4 separate regions of the Sus scrofa genome follow, and all the other regions are linked to region 3. The links are chromatin contacts, called in public HiChIP or PLAC-seq and promoter capture Hi-C maps. All regions are on one chromosome and are shown on one strand. The core of a region is the stretch at or near the end of the contact, and the rest is flanking DNA. Distances in the headings are between cores, read along the strand shown. Region 1 holds the start of LSM6 (U6 snRNA-associated Sm-like protein LSm6). Region 2 holds the start of LOC106504715 (a long non-coding RNA gene). Region 3 holds the start of ZNF827 (zinc finger protein 827). Region 4 overlaps LOC100523624.

Evidence for each region. Promoter capture Hi-C pulls out the DNA fragments that hold promoters and counts their contacts. HiChIP or PLAC-seq counts read pairs in DNA pulled down with a chosen protein or histone mark.
Region 1: an H3K27ac HiChIP or PLAC-seq map of alveolar macrophages shows a contact between it and region 3. The contact joins the promoter of LSM6 here to the promoter of ZNF827 in region 3. A contact is called at or near these places in 6 of 47 Hi-C or Micro-C datasets (alveolar macrophages, embryonic fibroblasts, fetal heart ventricle and 3 more) and 1 of 2 datasets of contacts at active chromatin or transcription factors (alveolar macrophages).
Region 2: a contact with region 3 is called in a promoter capture Hi-C map of fetal skeletal muscle, with 5 times the contacts expected there. The contact joins the enhancer-like site here to the promoter of ZNF827 in region 3. A contact is called at or near these places in 1 of 5 promoter capture datasets (fetal skeletal muscle), 8 of 47 Hi-C or Micro-C datasets (alveolar macrophages, embryonic fibroblasts, heart right ventricle and 4 more) and 1 of 2 datasets of contacts at active chromatin or transcription factors (skeletal muscle).
Region 4: a contact with region 3 is called in an H3K27ac HiChIP or PLAC-seq map of alveolar macrophages. The contact joins the enhancer-like site here to the promoter of ZNF827 in region 3. A contact is called at or near these places in 1 of 5 promoter capture datasets (fetal skeletal muscle), 5 of 47 Hi-C or Micro-C datasets (heart right ventricle, liver, retroperitoneal adipose tissue and 2 more) and 1 of 2 datasets of contacts at active chromatin or transcription factors (alveolar macrophages).

The regions. Positions count from the first base shown.
Region 1 is chr8:82,424,606-82,430,821 of Sscrofa11.1, forward strand. LSM6 (U6 snRNA-associated Sm-like protein LSm6) reads right to left here and starts at 3,896. Exons shown (of 4, transcript XM_005666841.3): 1 at 3,748-3,896.
Region 2 is chr8:82,365,297-82,372,470 of Sscrofa11.1, forward strand. It overlaps LOC106504715 (a long non-coding RNA gene), which reads left to right and starts at 425. Exons shown (of 2, transcript XR_001298398.2): 1 at 425-1,355. LOC106504714 (a long non-coding RNA gene) reads right to left here. Exons shown (of 2, transcript XR_001298397.2): 2 at 3,393-7,174. Within about 2 kb of position 4,670, at least 61 of the 83 cell types and tissues checked have an H3K27ac peak or open chromatin away from gene starts, as enhancers often do. A contact at or near this core is called in alveolar macrophages, embryonic fibroblasts, fetal skeletal muscle and 4 more, where this site is marked.
Region 3 is chr8:82,594,961-82,601,653 of Sscrofa11.1, forward strand. It overlaps ZNF827 (zinc finger protein 827), which reads left to right and starts at 1,600. Exons shown (of 13, transcript XM_021101536.1): 1 at 1,600-2,208. The coding sequence starts at 2,166.
Region 4 is chr8:82,798,898-82,805,615 of Sscrofa11.1, forward strand. It overlaps LOC100523624, which reads right to left. Exons shown (of 13, transcript XR_002346751.1): 12 at 3,390-3,556. Among named protein-coding and RNA genes, the nearest start is that of SMAD1, 190 kb to the right of the region's middle. Within about 2 kb of position 2,919, at least 71 of the 83 cell types and tissues checked have an H3K27ac peak or open chromatin away from gene starts, as enhancers often do. A contact at or near this core is called in alveolar macrophages, fetal skeletal muscle, liver and 3 more, where this site is marked.

The DNA of each region.
Region 1 (6,216 bases), core at 2,646-5,145, 170 kb before region 3:
GACGCGGCTCGGATCCCGCGTTGCTCTGGCTCTGGCATAGGCTGGTGGCTACAGCTCCAATTCGACTCCTAGCCTGGGAACCTCCATATGCCACTGGAGCAGCTCAAGAAATGGCAAAAAGAAAAAAAAACAAAAAACACTAAAGCCAAAATCACCCTCTATGCCTTCCCTCCTTTCCCTGACTCCTACTCAGGCTTTTTTTTTTTTTTTTTTTTTTTTTTTAAGGTTTCTTTCTTTCTTTTTTTCAGGCTTCTCTTAAATGACCTATTTTCATAAATGGCTATTAAGTCAAAAGCACTATATTTTCTGGCAGAAGCTACTAAGGGGTCTGGTATGATGACATCTGCAGAGGGTTTTAAAAGAGGGGGGGCAGAAAATCAAAGTTTATCATCCAACTATGTGCCAGGCAATGTTAGAAGCCTGAGCAGTTCACACAGTAACCCCATGAGGAGGTGGGCAGAACTAAGGCTTGACCCCAAAGCTCAGGCCCTTTCAAAGGGTACAGCTGCCCTTTTGAATACATCAAGATTCTCTTGTTAAACCTGGGGGATGGTCATAGAGACAGTGAGAGACCTAACTGGAGAAAATGCCCAAAGTGATAAAGTATTGCAAATTAGCCTGTGAAGATTTATAAGGAATAAGAACAGAAAGAAGCCTATTCAATGTGACTGAGTCGTGTCACTGAGCAGAAGACGTGCAAATCCTTCTTTCTTGGCAAATGTTTACCATAAGCTTTCACTTACTCTTAAAAGTATTTATAGTTTAGGGTAAAAAAAAAATTGAAAAATAAAAAATAAGCAATGAAGCATAACACTACAAGCTGAGTAAACGCAGCTGTAGACTAACTCATCTCCAGTGCCGGAGAGGGCGTCAGACACCAAGACAAACAGCCATCTACACATATCCTTTCTGAGACAGTGGACACTGAGCCCTCTTCTGACGGCTCCAGACCAACCCCTCCTCCCCTCTCTCAAGAGAAAATTTTGACTTGGTTCTCTGTGCACCCAGAGCACCCCTCTCACTTGCAGTTTGGGTCCTTGGCAGGCTGTCCTGTAGTTTCCCTTTTTTGCTGATGAGTCTCCTACAGTGGGTTCTAAGCTTCTTGGGGACGTGTTATTCACTTGGTGTCCCTGGCACCAAAGCACACTGCCCAGGCTTATGGAAGCAGTGCTTAAGGGCAGTGCCAAGGAAAAGCTCTCCTCTCCCAACTATGGTGCAGTGACAACTATTGTACAGCATCAGCCATGTGTGTAAACAGCTACGACACAGGGATATCTTTATTGCTGACCACCAAATAAAAGATGGAGAAAACAGAAATGCTTCTGGGTTGTCCAAAAGCCAGCTACATCTGAATCAACACAGATACCTATGAAAATGAAGACTCCTGAAGCCTACTCCTACTCAGACTCTCTAAGTAACGGGCACTGTTACTGACATTCTATAAAGTTCCCCAAACAATCCCCATTTGCAAATGGTTCTCCTCCAGGAGTGATTTTAAACCCCACCTCAGGGACATTTGGAAATATCTGGTTACACTATGGGTTCTCCTGACTGAGGAGGGTGGTACCACTGGTACCTAGGACGTAGAGGCCAAGGATGCTGCTCAATGTCCTACAAAGCACAGGACGATGCCTCTGCAACAAGGGATTATCTGCCCCCAAAAGTCAGCATAAAGGCTGAGAAACCCTGCTATAAGCCCTAAATCAAAACACGATTGTTCTCTGATCTTAAAGCCACAGGAGTTTTAAAAACCCTTCAAGGGTTAACAAGTGAGAACCAACAGCTAAATTCTAACCAGATGATAGAGTATAAATTATAATGTATTATTTTATTCCAACACATAAAGAATCTGAAAACAACCATCAAAAAAAAAAAAAAAAAAATTCCCTTGAAGGGACTGCCACTGCCATTCTGAATAAAGAATTTCCAGTCCTGGTCAGGAAAACAGTCGCCTTCCCATTTTTCAGGGCTACAGCTCCCTCAGATGATCATAATCTCTGCTACTTGGAACAATTCTAGAACAGTAGAATATGAAAAAATATGTATGTGTGTACAAAAATATATACATATACATATAATCAAATCACTGTGCTGTAACCTGAAACTGATGCAATACTGTAAATAAACTACACTTCAATAAAAAATAATTAAAACAGTAGAATAATCCAAATGCTGTCAACATTTTTAAAATTCTAATACTGAGTACGCCACAGTTTAGTGAGAGACCACCTGCTGCAGCATAAAGATTACTCACTTGGGAGGCAGGAAACCTGAGTTCTAATCCCAGTTCTGCTACTTAATTAGCTGTGTGCCTTGGATTACTCATCATCTCACCCCTGCAGGACTCAGGTTCCTCATCTGCAAAATAAGGGAGTTATGCCAGGTGATCACCTAAGTGATCATCCTGTTCCAATATTCAGTCAGCCTATGCAGTAACTCCACCAATACACACACACACACACACACACACACACACACAGACATAATCCTTTGAAGAATCCTGCACAAAATTCAAGCAAGGGGAATTGCCACACACCACCATTAAAAAAAAAAAAGTCCAAAGAGGCTCAACCTTGGCGGTTGAAATATTAGAAATGAATTACTTTTGGTGAAAAAGGCAGTCATACATGAAAGAACTAAATTACTAAAACTTTTTTGGAAAACAACTTGCCAACGGGTATGAAGCCCTTAAAAGACCCTACAAGATCACAGCATCTATTCTGTTAATTTCACGTCTCAAATTAGTTCAAGTTAATCATCTGAAATAGTTTTTTTTTTTAAAGGTTTATCAAAGTATTATCTGGAATACTAAAACGAAGCAAAGATTCACAAACACCCTAAATGCTCCAGCCAGGAAATGGTTAAATAATTTATAGGACCAATCAAAAAAAAAGATACAAAATTAGGAGTGATATTTAGGTTACCACTTTTAAACGAAAGTGGAAAACTAAATACATTTTTAAGTGATAAAATAAGTACAGCCTCAGCTCAAGTAGAAACTAGCACACACAAGTATAATACAGACTGTAAGTGGAAGGATACCGTGTAATACTAAACTCTTCTGTATTTCCAATTTTTCTATTAATCCTGTATTAATAAGGGGTGGGGGGAGGTCACACTCTCAAGATTACCTGCATCATCCTATTTCTAGACACAAACAAAAATACTTGCTGTGAACGCGCGCGCGCGCACCCCTACACACAAAGCCGTGGTGACTATACTTAACACCAGCCAACTGCAGGCATTCGCAACCAGACAACTCGCTAAGTGGCTATTCCAGCTCTTGATGGCTGAGGGTTAAACGTAGCCACCCCGTTGTAGCAGAGGCCAGGCAATTCTGGGAGAAGTCTGGCCCTGGGCTCGGGGTCCGCTTTCCCGCCGAATCCCCGACCTAATGGGGTTCCCTGCGGAGCTTCGCCCACTGGGAGCAGTCTCGGAAGCCAGCTCGGTGGGGCCTGGTCGATGCCGTTCCTCCCCGCGTGGTCTAGGCAGCCCTCGGGGAAGGGCTTTCGGGGCCTGGCTCAGGAATCCCGGCGCCGGGGATCCCAGTTCTCCGGGCCACCGCACGCGCCAAGGACCAAGCACGAGCGCGGCACCTCGCGGGGACCCGCCACCCGCAGGCTCCGGAGTCCGCGCTCGCTCCCGCACCTCCAGGGGCTGCCGGCCAGGTCCCGGGCTGCCGCTCCCGAATTCTGCCAGCGAAGGAACACTGGGGCCTCGGACGGCCCACGAGTCCGAGTGGCTCACCTCGCGGCCGGGAACAGAACCCCAACTCCGGGGACCCCACAAGCCCGGCCTCCGCCAACCAACCCGGCAAAACCGCAACTGAAATCGCCCAGGGGCGGCACTTTTCTGCCTCAGCCAATCATTGCTCCTCATGACTACGGCAGCCCGCGAGGACCGAAAAGGCCGCACCTCGGCTGAGCGCGCAGACCCCAGAGTCCTGGTTGGCTCGAAGGCGAAGTTGGCGCTTTGGAGTCAAAGCGGAAAGCGCTGCTGCTCTCTTGTAACGGAAAGCAGACACCAACACCGTCTCCTCCCCGCCTCTAACAAAGAAAAAAGCAATACTGGAAGTGATCTTTTAGCCAGGATTTCTTTTAGGCAGAAATGTTAAGAAATATCTTGAAATGATAGGAAACTGGAATTCACTGCTGAAGTAATGACGCTATATACTCAGAAATGTCCCGAATTTAAATCATTAAATGCAAATAAATAAATAAAACAAGCAGTCTCGAATCTTTAAATCCACTTTTGGGTTTTGATTAAATGTGTAAAGACGAAGTCTTTATTAGCAAGAGATTGTTTCCATAACGACGTTAATCGACACAAAAAATTAAAATCACTAAACTAACTCGTATTATAAAGGCATAAAGTGCGTTGCAAACTAGTTGTGACTGGAAACGGTGTACAGACATTATTTAAGTGTTGCTATGGGAACTTGCTTTGGAACTTTGCATGAATTTTCAGTATTCTGTTAAAGGGAGAGAAAAAAGAAGAAAACTTTATGCCAAGATTGGTTCCTTTTTTCACAACACACATATCCTTATCAGCTTAAAACTTACATACTTTAATTCTATTCTAAATTTGTAATTCCATAAACAAAGGCAGATCTCTAACCCTGCTTAAGTTTTACACCATCTAAAATACATTTTTTATTTCTAAGACAAAAATGAGCTTGTCCTCTTATAAGACTCAACTAAATGCAAAAGAAATGAACCTTTGATAAAGACGACACAGAATGACTTGGTAGAAAAGAGAGATATCCTTAAAGTGCTTCTGTAAGGGCTCACTTTGGGTAAAGACCAACTAATTACCGATTTATTGAAAAGGGCTGTATTCGTAGTTCTTGCAATATGTTATATAATGTAAATTTAAAAATTTAAGTATCATTTAAATAAAATAATTAGCTGCAAAAAAGAAAAAAGCCCTACAACGTAGTAGGGTATAAAGCCCTGTCCCTAAAAACCTTCTTCACAAAAGACACTAAATTGTACGACATTCTGTACCAATTGTTTCAATTATTCAAAAAAATTTTTTTTATTCATAGCCTCTTTCACTTTGCTGAAGAGCCTTCATGGAGTCATTATGACTGATGTGGTGGGTAGGGGGCAATGAATTATTTTAAGGATATGGTTCATCTGTAGAGCAGCTGCAAGCTTCTCTAAGGGGCACGGATCTAAAGGGGCCCAATCAGACAAACGGGGTAGGCACCATGAATCTGTTCATAAGCCAAGAAGTTTACCAAAATGTGGTTGTGCCCAGAACCCCTTCAACAGTTTAGAAGTGCCTTTCACTAACCCACCAAGCAATTTTCCATATTTCGCAACATTTTGTTTTTTCCCCAGCATCGTTTTTTTTAGGACCGCACACGTGGCATATGGAAGTTCCCAGGCTAGGGGTAAAATCAGAGCTGCAGCCGCTGGCCTACGCCACAGCCACAGCAAGGAGAGATCATAGCCTCATCTGCAACCTACACCACAGTTCATGACACCACCAGATCCTTAACCCACTGAGCGAGGCCAGGGATCGAACATGGATACTAGTCGGAGTCAGATTTATTTCCACTGCGCCACAACAGAACTCACCCACCATCTCTTATTATACAAAGAAAACAAGTACAAGACTTTTTTTCCAAATAATAGTCCACTAAGAGCAAGTCTTCAAGCCCTGAACACAAACTAATTTATTAAGAAACTTCAAAGTCGTAAAAATGGTATGACAAGATTTAGCTTAGTTTATAGAGTTTAGTTGTTAGAACTGACGAACATACATGACACATCATAATATCACCCCAAGTCCATAGTTTATATTAGGGTTCACTTTGGTAGTGTACATTTTATGGGTTTTGGTAAATATATAGTGACATGTATCCACCATTATAATGTCACACAGAGTAGGTTCATTGTCCCCCAAATCGTTTGTGAGAGGCCTATGTATTTATTTATTTATTAAAAAAAATTTTTTTAGGGTCACACCTGCATCTTACGGACATTCCCAGGCTAGGGGTCAAATTGGAGGTGCATATGCTGGCCTAGGCCACAGCCACCGCAACGCCAGATCCATAACCCATTGAGTGAGGCCAGGGATCAAACCTGCATCCTCATGGATACTAGTCCATGGATACTAGTCAGGTTCTAAACCCACTGTGTCACATCAGGAACTCTATGTATTTATACATCCCTGTCTCCCAACTGGCCTCTGGCAACAACTTATTTT
Region 2 (7,174 bases), core at 3,420-5,919, 230 kb before region 3:
ATACTAGTGGTGTTTGTTAACCACTGAGCCACACAACAAGAACTCCTGGAGGAGACATTTTCTGATTATAAAACACTACTTTTGGAAATTGGCATATGACTCAATTATCATTCACTGAATGGGAAGCATCATAAGAATCTATGAATGCTCCTGAGAGAATTTTTTTTTTCATGAAAACAACCAGGGGAAAAAAAAAAAAAAAGACAATTTCAACCTCAGCTAGTTGAGACCCAGAACATTGAGGCCTCAGTACCCAGGTTTCTTTTTCTTTCGTCTTTTTGCCATTCCTAGGGCCACTCCTATGGCACATGGAGGTTCCCAGGCTAGGGGTCTAATCCAAGCTGTAGCTACCAGCCTACACCAGAGCCACAACACCTCGGGATCCAAGCCGTGTCTGCGACCTACACCACAGCTCATGGCAACACTGGATCCTTAACCCACTGAGCAAGGGCAGGGATCGAACCCTCAACCTCATCATTCCCAGTTAGATTCGTTAACCACTGCGCCACGACGGGAACTCCAGTACCCGGGTTTCTTGTTGCCACCTTTGCTGTGTGGGCTATCTCTGTTTGCATGCAAAGATCCTGAAGTCAAGGTCAGGCACCCAGCCTGGGAGGAGCAGGGTGGCTTTCCCCCAGGGTAATCAAGCAGGCCCTGCCCCCTGTCCTTCTTGGCCTTCCATCTCCCATCCCCCACCTCCCCCCCCCAAATGCACCCCTGCTGGCCCTCCTGGGACATAAACCACTCAGCCCAAATGCTAAGTTAGGATCCAACCAATATCCAACTGCAGAGGAGAGAGAGAACCCTTGGCGAGGCGAGAGGAGGCAGAGGCAAGCCAGTTATTGTAAAGGGAGCCCTACATGGTGGCCTTTTACCTCTGGGTCACTGGTTCAAATCCAGCCAGACCTCGCCTGACAGAAAATCATTAGCAGCTCTGTGTCAGGCTGCTTGACAGATGGAAAATGAGTTTCTGTCTCCATCCAGCAGGCAAGTGTCCACATCACACTTGGCGCTAAGCAGCCCTGGACTCCGTGGAGACAGAGCAGAAGTCACCGGCCAGTCACCCAGGGTCTCTGAGACTGGGCCCTCCTGCAGCTCAGCGTTCTCCGCGTGGGGCCTGACAGCTCCCTCCTAGCGCCCCGTTCACGAGCACTTTATTAATCTAGGTTTGTTTTTGCCCGCGGAAGACACTGTTTAACAAGTAGTCTGAAGTAATGGAACAACTGAGAAAATCTGATTCTGCGGGCATCAAAAGAGCGGCCAAAATCAGAGCAGAAAAAAATGCCTCAAGGACACGATCATCCTTGGCAGCTGCGCAGTGCGGGGCCGGGCGGCTGAATGGGTCCAAGCAAGGGGTGAGTTATGGCGCGGTGGACTGGGACAGTGGCTTCACCGCAAGCTCTCTGATGACAGGCATGAGGGACAGGACCTCTAAGGGTACTTCATTTTCGCCTCTCTTCTTCCCCTTTAGAACTATCTAAGCCACCAGCCTAAAGGTATTTCAAACTAAGACCGACCCTCCTTCCCTTTCTGGCCAAAAACAGGCCCTGCCAGACCCTGGGAAGCGTGTGTCTAGGATGCCCACGTGGCTCTCTTCGCCACACTCAAGAGGGAGGAATTCCCACCCACCTGGATTGTTCTGGTGAACCTCCCCCTTCGCTGGCTGGTGAAGTCTAAGCACAGAGTATCCCCAGTCTGGGCCTCGGAGAGCTTTCTTGTCCCTCCTCTAACCCCTCCCGGCTGGCTGCAGACTGGTCCCTCCCAAGTCTCTGGGGCACTGGGCAGAAGCCTCCACCCCCCCCCCACCCCCCGCGCTGTTCGCGAGCGTCTTCGCCCGGTTGCCCTTCGCATCCCCTCGGCCAGCAGGGGGCAGACGGCACCCACGGCCCTGCTGCAGTCACCCGGCGGCTGCCCGGCAGGGGATGGGCGCCGGAGTGTGAACCAAAGGTCCCACGCCTCCGCAGCTCACCTGGCTTTGGGGAATCAGGCCAAGGCGAGTGGAGGGACTTTCTGAGACACGTGTAAGAGCTATGAACCAGGGAACCCACAGCCATATTTCTGTGCCTGAGAAGCCCATTTCCTCTTTCTCTCTGGGTCCCTCCAGCCCGGCTTGTCAGAGCAGGAGCCTGCGGTTCTCAGAATTGAGCTTGACCTCAGCCCTAGTTCGGATGAATTGGGGAGAAGAGACCAGGGCTCGGGACCACTGGCCTCTCTCACTTCCCCAACCTCCTACCTCCTCCTCACAGGGTTCAGAAGCAGAAAGTAGCGCCCAGATTCCCAATTTGCATTTTCATTCAGTTGCCTCTCTCTGAGTCCCCTTGGTTTTGTCAAACGGAGCCAATCTATTGTGTCTGTTGCTGTCTGTGTATAGATTCCCTGCTGCATCCGAATTGCAGGAGGCGGGTGTCTATTTGCACAGTCACTGTTAACAACATATGGTGTTACTCTCCCTGACAAACTGGACAGGAGTGGGGTTTTTTTGCTTGTTTGTTTTAGGGCCACACGCACGGCATATGGAGGTTCCCAGGCTAGGGGTCCAATAGGAGCTGTAGCCGGCAGCCTACACCACAGCCACGCCAGATCTGAGCGGAGTCGGCAATGTACACCACAGCTCACCGAAAGGCCAGATCCTTAACCCACTGAGCAAGGCCAGGGATCAAACCCTCATTCTCATGGATACTAGTGAGATTCATTTCCACTGAGCCACAAAGGAACTCCTAGGAGCTGGGTTTTAAAGCGGTGTGCACATGTGCATCTGTGTGTTCATTTATAAAGTCATATGTGCTCAGGGAAAAAATTGAGAGTGGAGTGGAGAGAAAGCCGACCACAGGGCACACCTTGGGAGCCACCACCTAGAGCCCATCTTTGCTCCTTGCATCTCCCACTTCCTTTGGCGCTGTAGCCCATAGGCCACAGGGGAACTCTTCAGGAGTCTCTGCAGGCCACCTTGCTTCTCCCCAGAGCCGGCAAAGCCACTTTTAAAGTCCCCCTTCCCCGATCCCTGCAGAAAATAGCAAGAGGTCTGCAGTGCAAAGAGAGAAGACTTCTGAAGATCGCTGTCTGCTCCAATGGGACTGCACAGACCCTGCCAAGGTCAACAGAAGGAACAGCCCCCTGGAAGCGTGGACGGACGCCTGCCTGCCTGCCTGGAGCAGGCTGTGGTCTTGGGCAACTGTCCTACCCTGATCATCCCAGGATGCCTGGAGGGAGGAGCACCCCCTGCCACCCTGCCCAGACCGACAAGGGCTCTGACTACCTGAAAGATTCCCTTGTGGACAAAGGAAGTGGCTGCCTTTGTGCTTCCCCATTTTCTTCTCTAGCCATTCTTCAGGAAGAATTGGGGAATGGTCCCAAGTGAACTCAAAGGCTTACCTTGACTTTTGGAGAGCCGGTTTTTTTTTTTTTTTTTTTTTTTTTTTTTCCTTTTTTTTTCTGAGGAAGCACAAGAAACAGCAGCAGATCACACCTAGCGCAGGGGGCCAGGTGTATGGCGGATGCTCAGTAAGAGATTCCCGGAAGAATGTAAACTGCCTCTGTCCCAGGCTCTGTCCCACTGCTGTGTGTCTTTGCCCCTTTCTGAGTTTGGTTTCCTTCTGTGAAATAGGGATGATGATGGTAACACCCCCTCACGGAGCTCATTCCAGGATGAAATGAAGTCACTCACATGAGTGAATTAATGTCAACTTTAAAAGGTGACACACAGCAGTGGGACAGAGCCCGGGATAGAAGTAGTTTATGTTCAAGGATGGGAGAGTTGAGTGCTAGGTATCAGCTATGCTCCAGAATCAAGGCGTTAGTGGCTAAAAATCAGTTCTCATTTGTTCATTGACACTCTTCTATTCGTTGAATACAAAATCTAACTTTAAGAATAATCTCCTCCCTTGCCCCGCCAATGGAACTCAATGGAGCTATTTTCTTTTGTGGTAGAAAAAAAAGTTTTTTCTTCTACAAATTGGGCTGTATGCAGAATAAGGGCCGCCCCCCCCCCCCCCCCCCGCAACCCTGGCTGCACAAAATGTGCACAGCACTCTTCCAGCAAGCACCGAGGCTTGCTCTTATTTACACTTATTTACATATCGAGCCAGATCTCCATGGCTGCCTGCCCGGAAGCCCTATTTTTAATTGTTTGGCGCCCCAGCCACCCTTCTGACCCTTTCTGGCACTTTTCTGAGGATTTCCGGCCACTGCTAGCTTGCAAGGGAAGGCCCCCAACCAAACCGTAAGCCTCCAAGTTCAGCATCTCTAAGCCCTTTTCCAAGAGGAATCTCCAGGCAGGTGGGGCTGCGCGCCCCCCACCCCATGACGCAGAGGGGATTTGGGCTCAGGCCGGAGGGCCAGCTGCGTTCCACGTGGATAAAAGGACAGAGGACAAGAAAGCAGCTGCCCTGGGCTCTCCAGCTTCCTTCTCTCGCTGCGCTTCTGAAAGAATCAGGAGTAGTTCCCAGTGAAGGCAAAGGGCTTGTCCTGAAATTCAGACCGGTTGGCGGGTTCCCTCCCCCACCCTTCTTCTAAAAAACAGCATTTCCTTGACAGCAATAAAATATGTACTTATAAATATTTTCCAAGAGTGCCCTCTAGTGGGAATCTTAAGGCAGTGGCGCATCTTACAAATGTGACTTGGATCCCAAACTCGTGAATAAAAATAAAGCACATTCCACCGCAACCTTCTTCACACGTGACCTGAAAATAGATCCCGTTTCTTCCACGAGTCCATACAATGTCACATGCCCTTGATTGGAAATGAAGGCTGTCTTAAGTCTTTAGAAGGAAATAGTGCTCCACTTTTAGAACTGGAACTTACACACGGTGTTCAGGAACTTTCAGTGCAGGGAAGTGTGTGGAACGGGACAATGGGTGACATCCATGCGTTGTATTCCTGGGCTGCGCCGGAGTTGCTGGCCGACTGCTTTTATTTGGGCTGCGGAGGGAGCCAAGGCTGCAATAGCGTCCAGCCCCAGAGGCCACACACACTGCTGGGTTTTCACCTTGGAGGATGTGGGACAATGAGTCATTTGTGCCTCTTCCTGGTTCTTCCTGGCCAAGGTCAGCTTTCCCACTGGAACCAAGCAGGCTGGCACAGAGCCCGCGCCGTCTGGAGCCTTCCCCTGGTGCCAAGCCCAGGAGAGGGTGTGGCCCCCTCCCCCACGCCTCAGAGGGCCCCAGTTCAGGCTCCTTCCGAGGCAGCCCTTGTCCGGGTCCTGAAACCTCATTCACGCTGCTCACTTCAGCATGAAGGGCCTCCTGGCGGAGGCCTGAGGAAATCACCAGCCCTAAAGAAAGGTTCCCAGGCAGAATTCTCTGAGGAGGAAACTCCAAGGGCTTCTGGCGGTGCTCACCCCTTCTGCTGAGCTGTCCAGAGACAATTCATTTTTCTGTTTGGATTGATTCCAGTTCATCGTGCAATCACTGCTACTATGAGTCCTCGTAAAATAGCTGCCATTTCTTCCTTTCTCCACTGGATACACATATGTTGAGCACCTACTGTGTACCAGACACGGTTCTAGACTTTGAACACCAAGACAAAGTCCTGACAGCATAGAAATGACAGTCTAATTTGGAGAAAGAGGATACACAAGCAAATATAGCAAGTTGAGGCCATGAATGAAACCAAGAGGGTATAATGGGATATATAGGGGATCCTGAGATGAAGCATCTGGGCAGACTGCTCTGAGAAGTTTACCTTAAGCATCTAGTATGTGCCAGCTATTTACTGTGTTAGAGGTTAAGGATACAAAGACAAACAGAAAATGCTGTCTGTACCTTCAAAGAGCTCAGAGCCCAATGGTGAAATAATACTTCCATAGGATTCAAACAACACCATCTCACAATAGCCCTAAGATCTATGCCTCACAATAAACCTGCCCAGTAAATTATATCATCTGCCTTTTATAGATGTTAAAACTGAGTTTAAGAGATATCAGTAGCACTGTCGAGGTTTGAATTAAGGCTTGTCTTATTTCCAGATTTTTTTTTCCTATGCCGTCTTTCTCGGTGGAAATGGGGAGATAAAAAATGAGATCCCAACCCAGCTCAAAGATTTGACACAGGCAGGCACACTGCGCTGTCCGAAGTGGGTTAACACTACGCTGCTAAAGTAGAGGAAGGACCGAGACCAACACTGGTTCTACCCACTATCAAACATGTGGCTCCTGCAGCTCTAGACAGTGGTACCCAAGCCTGGCAATAGATGACAGACTCCCTGGGCCTGTAGAGATGCTGATGAAATGCTCCTCCGCCAGACTAACTCAGATGCTCCAAGTCCACACCCAGGGCTCCTCCTTGGCTCCCCTTCTCAAGGCTCCTCTCAGCCAGCAGCCAGGGAGACAGGGTCGCCTGACTCTGGGAAAAGGTGACCCAACACTTCTGCCAAAGTCATTACTGCCGGACCCTGAGCAAGAACAGGAAGGAAGAAAACACCGCTGGAAGTGACCCCTGACTATTCCTCAGCTGCTGGTGGAGAGAGATAACAGCCCGTAGTGGGCTGCATGCAGCTGAAAGTGTTAGGGTTCAAGCCTCTTCTCTGTGAGCCATGCTGTCACACCAGCACTTCTGGAGGGAACGGAGGAAGTCAACTGGACCACAGCCCTGGGTGATTTGGGGTCAACTAAATAGCCTAGATCCAGAGGACAGCCACAACTGTCTTGACACTCGGGAGCGACTGAGCGGGTGCTGCGTGTTTGCTTGTGCTGGGACAGCAAGGGACAAACGTGTGTGTGACCACAGGGTTCTTGTGGGGGCTGGGAGGTAACTCCCCTCTATACATGCCCTGTGTGGCCTAATTTTTTTTAAATTTGTATTGAAATACAGTTGATTTACAGTGCCGTGTTAGTTTCTGGTATACAGCAAAGTGATACAAATACATATATAAATGTATGTATTCTTTTTTAGAGTCTTTTCCATTCTAGGTTATTACAAGATGTTGAGTAGAGTTCCCTGCATGGCCTCACCATATACAGATTTGTTTCTATTATAGAAATGCCTTGTTTCACACACTCTCCTTTCCTGTAATAAATCTGTATTCAATTTCTACCATGTACCAGGCACTGTGCTAGATGCCAGGGGATAGAGCAGAAAACAAACACACAAGAGGGCCCCTGGCTTTACAGTTTATATTCATCGGAATCTAAAGCAGTGGTTCTTAGCCTGGCAGCATGTTGGCGTCACCTAGAAAGCT
Region 3 (6,693 bases), core at 350-2,849:
AGGAAGAGTTGGTTTAAGCAAGATGCTTTCAAACTTGACCACTCTCTGTTTGGTTTTAGATTGAATCTAAGCAGGTGTTTCCAAACCTGCTTCAGATGTTACTTGTTACTGGGAGGCTAGATCTTTCAAGGGATTTGGCAGTGGGGGTCCTGAGGTTTCATTATCAATGAAAAAAATCTTTTGGGAGATACAACACTCTTTAAGCTTCCCTAATAAAAATGTGAGGAATGAAAGCTTATTGTTATTTTTGAAAGGGTGTAGGGGTTTAACCCCCATGACTGTCTTGAACACCACTTCAGTTGTGAGAATTCAGTCAGAACCTCAAAGAGGCATTAGCTATCCATGCAAGCGCATGGAGTGTCATTTTAATGTTCTGTATCTTGGCCGTGCCTCCACCTTCTTTGATGAAAAAGTCTATTTTAAAATTTGTAAGAAAATATTTAACATAATAAGATGATGAGTCAGAGGTTTTAAAAAGCTTAAAAGGGAAAATGTAGTTAAATAATGCACCTTTTTATTTTTTAGCTACATCTGACTCATGACATATAATGTATTCTGCTAAGTTCAAAGTTTCCTCTTACAAAGAGAGTTTTATGAAACAACTCTTCTGCAGACTTTTTTTTTTTTTTTTACTTCAATTATAGTAGCAAGTTTTGGAGTTTAAATCATTAACAACCTCTGAGTGAACTTTTATCCAAATGACTGCAAGTCACAAAGAGAACAGTCCTCTTTCACCAAGTACCTTTTGTGCTGGAGTGAGACCCGTCCTTTTCTATTTTTCCCCTTTATGTCTCTCTTTGAAGAAAGATGTGTGATTTGTAAAGTAATGAAAGTATGTATCAGTTAATGAAAACCGCTATATTGAGCTCATAATGCAAACTGGAATTGCTTCAGGGTAAGCTTCACATACCTGTATTAGAGCAGGGAAAAAAAGTAAATTTCAGAAGTCAAGATTGCTGTGTGCACCATAGAGCATCGTGTAGCAGTTAAATCAGCCATCAGGAGTGACCTAATCTTATTTTTCCCCCTTTGTCAAGGAGCTATAATTTTCATTTAGGCAGCATTTTCCAGTTTTAACTCCACCGGACACTCCAAAACTGGGCACTTATTCCATCAACCTAGTTATTGATCTCACCATATGTTATCTTTTTCTTTTTGTTATTTTGATTGCAGTGTTTTTGGAGAGTGCGTGGAAGACTGTCACCTCCACAGACTTAAGGTGATGGGGAGAGAGAGTAATTCTTTTGTGACAAAAAGCCTGAAGGATTTTATACAGAACAAAATGTAGTCTAATAAACAAAAGAAAGTTAAGAGACAAAACCTATTTCCTTCTTAAAAAAAAAATCAGTAAGAATAATGAACTAATCGTTGTTTAAAGAGTGGGACAAACTTTTCCCCCCCTAGATTTGGCGAATAGCGGGATAAATTCGAAGAACTCCATCCCACCCCCGCACGCGCGCCCCCCATTCTTTCCAGCCAGAGCGGTTGCAAATCCCGGGCTGAGTCCGCCCTGGGAGCCTTAGGGCACCTTCCTCTTTGCTCTGTGTGTGTGTGTGTGTGTGTGTGTGTGTGTGTGTCTAGCTCTCGCTCTTTCCTTCAGTCTGTGCCTCTGTGTGTGTGTGTGTGTGAGTGTGTGTGTGACAGAGAGAGAGAGAGCGCGAGAGAGGAGAGAGCGAGAAAGAGAGCGAGCGAGCGAGAGAGCGAGCTGTGAGCTGTGCTGCCGCCGCCGCTGCCCTTTGATCCCGACATTAGTGTTAGGGGCTCGGAGACACAGCGCGGCCATAGACACCGCCGCACCGGCACTCATTTATTTATACCTCCCATCACACACGCGAGCATAGGACACACACACACACTCACACCTATTAGATCCGTTTCCATTGAAGAATATTACGCTCGGGGACAAGCCAGGTGCACGACCAAAAATTAAAAAAAAAAAAAAAAAAGGAAAAAAAGAAAGGAAAGAAAAGAAGAAAACCCCTCTTCTGGCTCCAGGAAACAAGCTTCAACCCATTGCACACACCGGAGAGAAGGGGTTTCCCCCTGCCCGCCCGCCCGCCCCCCCAACTACCTCCCCGCTCCTGCCAGTGTCTGCCTCTCTGCCCCCACGGGGGTTTATTTGATCTCACATTAACCGAGGAGGAGAATGTGAGAAAAGGGGGAAAATGCCCAGGAGGAAGCAGGAGCAGCCCAAGCGCCTTCCCTCACGTAAGTCATCCCTTCTCCACCTCCTCTCGTGCCATTTTCTCGCCCTCCCTCTCCTCTTTCCCCTCCGCAGCCTCCTCCGTTGTTTTCTGCATTAGTTTAGGGTTACAGAGGTGAAACTGACAAAGACACAGCCCGGGTTACTCCTCGTTTAGGTCTATGCTGAGGCAGCCATGTTGGTGATGATCAGCCCGGTGCCCTTTCTATTCTCTCTCTCTTTTTCTTTCTTTCTCTCCCCCCCCTCTTTTTTTCCTTGAGATCGGGCTTTTTTTCCCTTTCCCTCCCCCTCCTCACTCCGGGTTGCTGGGGGGAGGGGGCCAGAGAAGGGAGGAGGGGAGTAGCGTGGATGCCGGTTTTTTTTTTTTTTTTTTTTAATCGGGGGTGGAGGGGAGGTGGGAGAGGTTGGAATCTTTAAAAAAAAAAAAAATTCCTTGAGGATCGCGGTGCCTGAGGGTGCGGGGGTCGGGGCGCGCGGAGGGCTGGGGGCCGTGACATGGCGTTTGGGGGTTTCGGGGCGAGGGCGCGCGGCCGCCTGCCGGGTACAGGATCCAGGGAGAGGTCCGTCTCCGGCTAAAGGTTGCGCCGGGGTTGGTCGGCCCCGGAGCCGCCAGCGGCAGCGGCGGCGGCAGGAGCAGGAGGAGGCGGAGGTGGAGGAGGCGGCGGCGGAGGAGGGGAGTCGGGGGCGGGCGAGGCGGGAGCGGCTGGGAGGGTGTGGGGGCACCGCACACAAACACACGGGTACACACGCGCCGCCGGGCGGCTGCTCCCGCGGCGCCGGGGCGAGGGGGCGCGCCGGGGCGCGGGGTGGCCGGGCGGGGGGCGAGGCCGGGCAGCGGCGGGCGGATGTGGGGTGCGGGAGCTGCGCCGAGGCGGAGGCAGGAGGCAGGGCGGCTCGCGGCGCGCGAGGTCCCTGCAGAGCCGTGGGGAGGGAGGAGCAGGGCTCCTGGCCGCAATAAAATGCGGGGTCAGTCGGAGCAGACGGAGCCGGGCGAGACTCGGGCTCTCAGACCCCCCTCCCCGGAGAGCCTGAGCAGAGTCCAGGACTAAAGTGCATCACAGCCCTCCCCGGCTGCAGCCACACACACCAACTGGAGACACACACCCGCCGGCACGGCCCGGTCCCCTTCCCCTCCTCCACCCGCGCCCCCGGTCCCTCTACGCCCTCCCTCCGGCTTTTCTTTGCGAGACTCTTAACTTTTCCCCCACTCCCTCTCCAGCTCCCCCCCCACCCCAAATCTTTCTCCGCTTAGCGTGCTCCGAGATGCTGCTAAAGCTAAAAGTGAAGGAGAAAGAAGCAACTAAAAATATCCCCCGGGGCCGCCCGGCTCCTTGAATGCAGGGAGGAGGGGGCAGGGGAGAAGGCGTGGGGCGGGGTGACGGGGAGGAGGGGACGCCGGAGGCGCGGGAGGGAGCGGTCGGGGGAGACGGAGGGTCAATTTCTCTTCTCTCCCCCCGCACTGCTCCCCTCTCCCGGCGGTTTGGCGCGGCTCGTATCCCGATCCTGCAAAACCCGGGCTGGGGGCGGGAGCGGAGCCGAAACGCCCGCCCGCCCGCCGGGGTGTCAGGCCGACGTGGTCGGTCACCTGAAGTTCACGGAGGGTGGGGGAAGGGTTAAGGTTATGGTGTCTCGGGCTCGGGTTGTGTGTGAGCTTGTGTGTTTCCGCTGCAGACGGGCAGCGCTATCGATCTCCCCCTCGCGAATCTCCGCGGCGGTGCCTGCCCGGGAGACGGGCAGGGGGCGCGGGTGACTCTGGCCGGGCGCCCCCGCGCCTCGGTGTCACCCGGGCCGCGGCCAAAGTGGCGAGCAAGGGCACTTGCAGGCAGCCCGCTCCACAAACATTCCTCTTTCTTTCCCCTTCCCGGTACGCAGGAGTCGACGCACAGGGCTTGGGTTATGCTTTTTTTCCCCTTCCTTTAAAAAAAAAAAAAATGCCCCTGTGCAGTCCTTTCTTCGCCTGCCCGCTAGAGGTTCTGAGGATAATATCACATATGTAATATATATGCACAGAAAATCATTCGCAGGCGGCTGCGTGTGCAGGGAAATTTTGTGCGAGGAAAGAGAAGGCGGCGGAGTCGGGGAGGGCGAGTTGGGAGGCTCGGCGCTGCGATTCACAGAAAAGTCGCAGCAGTTGGTGGAAGTGTGTGCGTGCACATGGCCGGCCGGCCGCAGTTCCCAGCTCTTTTCGGGGGCGTGCGGGGGCCGGGAGAGGAGGCAGGAATCCTGGGGCGGGGAGGGGGTCGGAGGAGGCTTGCCCTGCTCCGACAAAATGGGCTTCAGTGTTCTCTGCGAACTTGCCCTTAGATGGCAACTTTGGGAGCTGATGAGCTTGTGTGCGAAAACCAGGGCGGCGAGGTTATTTGGTCATTTTCCTTTCTTCTAAAAAAAAAAAAAAAATGTTGGCGGGGTTAAAGGGGAGGGTAGGAGAGAAGGGATTTATCTGTTTGGTTGTGACGGAGACGGAACGCCTTCCCTCCCGTTGTGTGTAGTGCAGCCGGGCAGCTGCAGCCTGCCCTGCTGGTGACCTTGACCCTGACCTCGTGCGACTACCCTCTCTGTCTGAGAGGAAATTCAGGCTCCATTTTAGCTCGTGTGTTTGGTGGGCCTTTCCAGTGTGCTGGGGCCTGGTGATTAAGTTATATTTTGAGAATGGGCTCTCCTACCCTGTTCTCTAATTGAATACTGTTATCCCACTCAGTTTAAAAAAAAAAAAATCAACTCTTTATTTTAGTCACATAAAGCCACTTTTTTCACTGAAGTAAGAAGCAATTACCTTTTGGGAACACCGTAAAAGTCCCTCCAGTTTTAAAAGAGAAGCCTAATTTGCAATGCTTTTCCACTTACCTTTGCTTTGAATGGATTTTTGTGGATGTGTGCTTGGTTTACACATGTTTTGTAAGCAATTTGCATTTGAGCTAAGAGCAATTTCTGGGCAAATGGTGTATGTTGCAATTCAGACACAGTAACCCAAGACTTGCCAAGTGCTGAATGAGTCTTGAAGGAACTTGCAGTAGTGTGGACTTCAGTAAAATTAGTGTTAATTTGTATTTAATGTAGAATATAATTGTAGTCCTAAATTCCAGTTTTGATGCTAAGTTCTATGTTTGTTTATTTGTGTATGGGGCCAGAGTTTTTCTTTCCCCAGAGAACCATTCCATATCAGTTAAAATATAGTGAGTTGAGAATTAAGATTGCCCTAATAGAAGCCATGCCGAGTCTTTAAGAAGTTATATGGGCAGACAATATTTTGCCATCAAAGAAAGTGATGCGTGTGGTTTTCTGGTGGGAAGGGTCGAAGAGGGGATGAAATGGGAAAGACTGCTTTTGACACCAAAGATATAAATGGTTCAGAACTTCTATTGATAATAATGTTTTGAGAATTTAGGGAACCTTAAACACACGTTTAAGAAGTTGAAGTAGGGAGTTTCCGTCATGGTGCAGTGGTTAACAAATCCGACTAGGAACCATGAGGTTTCGGGTTTGATCCCTTGCTTCACTCAGTGGGTTAAGGATCCGCCTTGCAGTGACCTGTGGTGTAGGTTGCAGGCGAGGCTCGGATCCCGAGTTGCTATGGCTATGGCTGTGGCCGTTGGCAACAGCTCTGATTAAACCCCTAGCCTGGGAACTTCCATATGCCCTGGGTGCGGCCCTAGAAAAGACAGAAAGACAAAAAAAAAAAAAAAAAAAAAAAGAAGTTGAAGTTAGAATACAAGGAAAGAGGGAGTTCCCATCGTGGCTCAGTGGAAATGAATCTGACTAGCATCTGTGAGGACGCAGGTTCGATCCCTGGCCTCGCTCAGTGGGTTAAGGATCCAGTGTTGCTGTGGGCTGTGGTGTAGGTGGCAGATTCGGCTGGGATCTGGCATTGCTCTGGCTATGGTGTAGACCGGCAGCTACAGCTCTGATTCGACCCTCCATATGACTCAGGTGCGGCCCTTAAAAAAAAAAAAAAAAAAAAAAAAAAAGAATGCAAGGAAGGAAACCTGTGAAAACTGCATCTCTAGAAAGTTTGAAATGCTTTCCACTTCTTCTTAGGTCCCCACTTGCCTCTGTACCCCCCTCCCCCGTAAACCATTGCTATACCGATAAACTCTTCCTATGTGTTATTAAATCTGATCCTCATCAGCCACTGTCCACACACAGCCCCCCCCTCCTCAGCACAGATACCAGGGAACCTGGAAGTTCCATGGTCCAGTAGATTAGTCCTGGAAATCCAGACTGGCACTTGGTATTATCTGATACCAAGTCTGGGGTGTGCCTCGGCTCCTGGCACGGAGTCCCAGCAATTCCCTGGGCTGGGCCTCGGCCTGCTAAGGTTTCCTAGCTCCTTCTGTTCAACTAGACACCCATGGGACTGTTCAGAACCGAATTAGCTTTGGGGATGGGCAAGCCTTTAACCTGACACTGCTCACCTAAGCATTAGATTTCTGATTTAAAATTCTAAACAGTTGTTTCCTCCTGGGCCTCTAAAGTAAGTTTGTGTGTTTGTG
Region 4 (6,718 bases), core at 1,669-4,168, 210 kb after region 3:
ACATGCTTCCAGAGAACAGTGTGTAGGGCCGACCTAGATGACGGATGTCCGTCACTGGAGTGTCACATCATAAATAAAACTGAATGAGCCCATTCTCCTGCAGGGACCAGAGTGACACCCATTCACACTATAAATATTTATGCAGTCATGGTCCTTATAAGACTATTTTTCTAGGTAAGTGTCCTTTAATGAAAAACTTAAGCCAAGCTTTTCCTGCATTATCGAAGAGGTGGTGTATTTTTTTGACAGGTATTCCACGGAAAGGAAAAGGGGGAAAAAGAAAGAAGAAAAGGACAAAATGAGGCTCCCTTCCGTGAGGCTGTGGCACAGAGATCTCATTTCTGCCAGCCAAGGTTCATTCTCATTAAGGCCAGCCTTCAATGGCATGGTGGGAAGCAGAAGCAGCTCCATGGGGCTCGTTCAGCCCAGGCCTGTGTCACGAAGGGAGCACAAGCAGATCCTTGTCATCCAAGTTCAGACCCTCACCCTCCCGCTCTGCTGGCAGAGACCTTCTCCTTAGCCCTCAGTGTGCTCAGCTTTCTCAGCCTACCTCTTAGTAACAGAAAAATGTACATCTCACTCCATTACTATGCTCATTGGAAAAGAATCCTTGGAATGTGAGGATGTGTGCCTGGGTGTCTCTTGGTGTTTATGTCAAGTTCACCACTCCGGCTCTTATCTGCTTCTCCCGACTGCATCAGCCAGGGCACTCCAGAAGGCCCTCCAGAATCTGACTGCTTTTCCCTCGCTCCTCATCACACACGGCCCCAGCAGCAGCCCCCCACCCCCCCACCTGGGGCTCCCAGCAACAATGCCACACATCCCCCTCCTCTGAGGCACTGTGGCAATCCTGTCACCTGGAGGCCCCAAGCCTTTGTCTCCAAAACAGTACGTGCTCATTTTCATGTTACTATGCAGTTTACTCATCTCTTCAATGTACCAAAATCCTAGCTCAAGGCCATCAAGCCAGTCTCTTTCCCAGGGATGGCCTTCTGCCCAGGCTCCCTTTCCCTCCAAACCTCAGGATGGCCCCTGCTATGTCAGCCTGGACTGGCCTCGTTGAGAAAAGCTGATGATCCTTTGGCTCTAGCCTTGGGAAGTCTTGGTTCCATGCAGTGAGTCACAGGCTGCCTAGACTGTGCCTATCTGGGGAGGCTGGGGCTGCCATGTATGGTCCTTGCTCTGTGCCACCTACCTCTCCGTGTAAGTCCGAACGCTTTGCCAGGACAGCCTGAGTCATAAAACTCAGCACATTCCTTAGGCGTTGGATAGTCTTTCCTTGTTATTACTTTGCTTTTGTTTTAAGCAGCACCTGGTTTCATTTTAAAAATCCAAATAAAATCTCATGGTTGGGGCTCGAGTGGGGTGGGGGATAGGAAGGAAAGAAAAAAAGAAAGGCGTGAAGCCTAGGTTAGGGAAAGGAACAAAGGGCTGTAACTCCTCAAATAGGCAAGACAGAGACAGAGCAGGACAGAAAGCAGTCTGTAAAGTACAAAATCGGGGGACGGGGGGTGGGGGGGATTGCTACAATTGAACTGAATTTGATGGGTCTTTTTTCTCTGCGTGATAAAGCACTTGATATCTAGCCAAGTCTTCTCCTCAAATTAGGTGCCGTTCTGAGTTAGTCCTTTACTCATTAGCCACGTGACCTTCCCTAAACTACACTTTCTGAATCTCTTCAATAAACGACAGACTTACTGTTGATGAATTCTAAGGAACTTTCCAGTTTTAACATTATGATATATGAACCTATCTGTTCCCTTTTTTTCTTAGACCGAAAACCCCAACCCACATGTAAGGGATTCTTTTTCCACAGCGAATATTTGTTTTTTGTCTTGGGTCGGGGGTAGGAATGGGAGACAGCAAGGGAGAAGATGTAGACCCATCCACATAAATGTTGCTGATCAAAATAATTCTGTGGCCAGGTTATTTTGTAAAGTCCTCTGTACAGCTGCTCACATGGAGTTTTAGAATTAAGAGTATTCTAACAAGCTCTGCTTTGCATACAGGAAAAAAAAAAAACACACGCAAATACTGAAAGAATGAATAACACAGAGGACTGTATGTTCTCGGAGTAGTAAAGCATATAATTACAGCATGAGGCCAGGATCATTCGGTACTGACATATTCAGCAGAGGCCTTTACCTCCCTCTGCCCGAGATCCATGAGGCTGGCCAGGGCAAAAATCCTGGAGGTTCCTGAGTGGTTCCAAGGCAGCACTTTCAATGCATGGTTTGGCGAGTTTAATGGAAACCATACGTGGGGATCCTGGGAATCAGACCAGATGGCTTCCAGGGAATGTATTTAGTCTAACCTGGGCTAAAGAAGAGAAATAACCTCTAGGAGGTTTGGGAGGGCGGGGGAGGTACGAGTGGTGGTGCGACTTTTAATTACTTTTTCTATTTAATACAAATCATATCGAGAAGGACAGTTTGCCAAATGGGAGTAAATGGCACTGGGGGCAGAGAGCAGGGCGAGGGATGCGGAGGAAGACAGCTACTTCCGCAACCACTCGTGGTCCTGCCTCCCTGGGTGGGACAGCAGCTGCTGGGGGCCCCTTGCGTCCCGGACCACGGCGGGGCCTTCCCGCGCCCGAGAGGGTCTCTGCGCCCTCCCTCCAGCGCCCTCGGCACGGGTGGCGGGTGGCCCTTGGTGGGAATTGTTGGGGGTTGGGGGGAGAGGCAGTCTTGGCGGGGGTGGGGGAGAATGCAGTGGGAGGAGGGTCGTAGACCCGGAAGAGGAGCAGGCGACGGACCACGACTGCAGGGGGAGGAGGATCGTGGGGAGAGAAGACCTGGGGAGAGGGAGAAGGCGAGGAGAGGGGAGGAGCAGGGAGAGGAAGACATCGGCGGGGAGGGGCGGGGCCGTGGGCGGGGCTTATGGCGCGGGGGCCCTCCTGAGAGAGGCCGGGCGAGAAAGGCCGCGACTCGCCCCGCCCCCAGGGGCCCGCCCCCGCCGCGACGCAGGTCACCCCCACCAGCCCCTCGGCCCGAGCCAATTTGCTTCCCGGCGGCGCCTTGCGCCGAGGAAAACCTGGCAGTGCTAGGCTGCGGCTCTGCCGGCGACTGCTCTGAATACAAAAGAGCCTTTCTCACGCCCCTGCGCCCTTCCCTGCCCGGGACTCCCAGATGGAAGGGCTCGTTGGACGCCAGAGCCGACAGCTGTCGGAGCCACAGACACCATTTCTGTCGTTCTTACAGAGAGGTGTGGTTCCAAGTAGTTATTTTTAAAGGAAAATTTAATAATAATTCTAACAACTTTGTCCTCTCATCCAGTTTAAAAGAAAAAAAAAAAAGAGAGAGAGAGAGAGATGAAGTCGTTTGAAGTCCAAGGAAGTGCTCAAGAAAGGCAACCTTCTCAGGTCTGGGCATTCCCAGGCCCTCTCCTACCTCAAAGGCGGTAATTAAGCAGGCTCTGGGCCTCCAGCTCTGTGGCTTCGTTTTCCGACTCAGCCAAATGTCGAGAACGGCCCTCCCAGACTATAAACGGAGTATTGATCCGCTTGTGAGTCTTCAGATGAGCTAGCCTTGCTTGTAGAATCACACGGTTCCTGAAACTGGAGAAAAATGGCCTGGTTGTCAGCGATCGCCCATCCACTAAGGTTACTTTTTGCACAGAATTGGGAATTAAATTGCCAGGACATCGATAACAAACAAGAACTGGGATTGTTCCTGCCTTTTCCTCCATCTCCCTTAACTTCCTATTTCATATATTCTGTCGCTGTCAGGAAGGCCAGATCAATAAGCAGAAGAGGGGGAAAAAAAAAGGGCAAGCACTCTAGGAATCAATAATAACCAAAGGATTCAGTGCTTCTCTACTGGCCTTTAATCAGCCTTTAACAGTGAGATTCTTTCCCCGTCTTCCCTACCATCCCTTTAGTCCAGACAGTCTTGGATGTGGATTTCTCTGCTTTCCAGTTAATGTTACAGTTATGAACTTCTGGAAGATAGGATCCAGAAATATAAATATTTAGAAGACAGCTGGACACCAAGCAAATCCTTTTTAAAGTGAGAATATTGTCAATGATGGATGAAATTTTCATTCAATCCGTACTTACTGCTGATGCAGGAATCTGTACATTTTACTTCTCAATGCTTGTTCCCCTCCCCCCCAAATATAGTGCCTCTTAAAAACATTAAGATTTTGCCTTGTCCTATGAATTGAAAGTTATGATTTATTTTCCAGTCAGAATTCTAGGCCCAGAGTTTCCCAAGCAAGTACCCCATATTAATTGTGTGGGGTGTGCCTGTGTTGGGGGGGGGGTATTGTACTTTGAGCCTGTTGTTGCACCATAAAAACATGAGCAGGATGTAATGTCATTAATTTGTCGGGAATTGTTGACTTAAAAGAGGCTACTGTGAGTATAGAAAATTCACATTGGGGAGGGAGTCGGGGAAGCACCTCAAAGAGACAGGCAACTGTTCCCCGGAACAGCTGCGGACATTGGCAATGGAATTGCTTGGCACCAGTACAACTCTGTACAGCAAGAGGGATTTATTTATTTAACAATAGTTAATGATTCTCCCAGGCAACTCCCAGGAGGCCAGGGAGCAGTAAATATACTTTCAGGAAATCAACTACCCTTCCTAGAAGCATGCACCAAGTCTGCAGTGAAGGGAGGGCCCTTGGCTTCAGAAAAACGTTCAACAGACTGCCCAGCTTCAAATGCCCCCAGATAACTCCCTGCACAGCCTGCCACAGGCTTCCCATGCTAGGAAAATTACCAGGTCCTAAAGCAGAAAAGTGAAGAAAAACGCACCATTTCTAGAAGGCCACCATTGAATAGATTAGTTACCTGGGAACTAATCTATTTTCTGGGAGGTAGGCTGTCCAACTCTGTCCCATTAGCTAAATTTATCAGATTAACTAGTTGGTGCCCATAGACTAGCATTTTACAAAGTCATATGTAGATATACTGGTGGTTCTTCTGATAATGTCAGGTGGTAATTGAATAACATTTTTATTTTAATGGTCAGATTTTTTTTTTCTAATGCACATAACTAGCATACCAAACCCATGATATTGTAAATATAATTACTTATGGTGAGGCCAAATTCTTAAAGTCAATTTAAAGAGAAATCTTAATAAAGGAAAGTACTATGACAGCAAAAATCACTGTAACTTTTATATTAAATGAGGTAGAGTCAGTAGGGTGCTTGTAGAAACCAATTTTTATTCTTTCTTTCTCTAAGAGTCTCTGCCAGAACTCTCAAGATATAAAAAGAATCCTGTTTTAACATCCTGTTAAAGATTACTGGGTGTTGAGAAAGTCTGATGAAGCAAGACAAAGCCCCTGCTCTGGAGGGCCATGTCAGCAGATGCTGGGTGGCAGAATGAGCGTGAAGAAGGTGAGTCCAGGACACTGGGCACCCGGGTGGGTCCCCAGAAGGGAAGGACAATCTGTGAACTTATCACCTTTTTCACAGGAGGTGGAATCCAGCAAACCCCTGATGTTACTGATGAGAATTTGGACAGTATAAGAGAAATTCCAGTCCCCATAAGCCCTTTAGAGGCTTGTTTCCAAAATAACTGGGGAGGAGTTCACGTCATGGCTCAGTGGTTAACAAACCCGACTAGTATCCATGAAGATGTGGGTTTGATCCCTGGCCTCACTCAGTGGGCTAAGGATCTGGCGTTGCCGTGAGCTGTGGTACAGGTCACAGATGCAGCTCGGATCCCGAGTTGCTGTGGCTGTGGTGTCAGCTGGTGGCTACAGTGCCGATTTGACCCCTAGCCTGGGAATTTCCATATTCTGTGGGTGCGGCCCTAAAAGAAAGACAAAAAATAAATAAATAAAAATAAAACAAACAAAATAACTGGGGAGATCTTAACAAGAAATGCTCACACGGCTTTTGCGAAGACTGCTTATCAAGATAGTCTGTTTCTATAGTGGTCTTTATTTGACAGGTGATTGTCAATTCCTGATTACTTTCCCACCAGCTCTAAACACACACACATGCCCCCACCCTCATGGCCACATTGTGTAAAACTACTGACACTCCCAAGGATCTTCTGTTGGGTGACTAGTGAAAAGATTCTTACATGCCTGAGGAAGTCTCTCCTTCGTCGACTGTACTTCTTCAGGTCCATGGATGTTAGCTTTTTAATTCTCCCATCTAGCATGAAGAGACAGACGGCCTATGTAAAAGTGCTCGTGGTGGGGTATAGCATGAATAAATGAACAGTACTGCCATTCCTAAACCATTTTCTCTTTTTTGACTTTTTAGGGTTGAACCTGCCGCATGTGGAGGTTCCCAGACTGGTCGAAACGGAGATGTAGCCACCAGCCTTCACCACAGCCACAGCAACAAGAGATCCTTAACCCACTGAGCGAGGCCAGGGATTGACCCTATATCTTCATGACACTAGTCAGATTCATTTCTACCGAGCCACGCCGGGAACTCCCCTAAACCATTTTTTAATCACTGGTTCCATACACACTACCCTCAACCTCAACTTCTGCCACCACCGCAACCCTCACATGTGTTCGCTCTTTTTGAGAGCTGCTGGCAAATGTCTTTATGGGAATTCTCCCTCCTTTTATTTCTGCATCCTCCTGTCCTTACTATGAGGAGAGGTGGGTATAATGAAGTAACAAGGTGCATAATGGGAGGAAGGAGGCAGAAATGCAAAAGGTCCTAAGTGGCCTCAGATTCTGGAAGGGACGAAAATATCAGATGAAGATCATAATGAAAATAAAGGCAAAACATGCAAATAA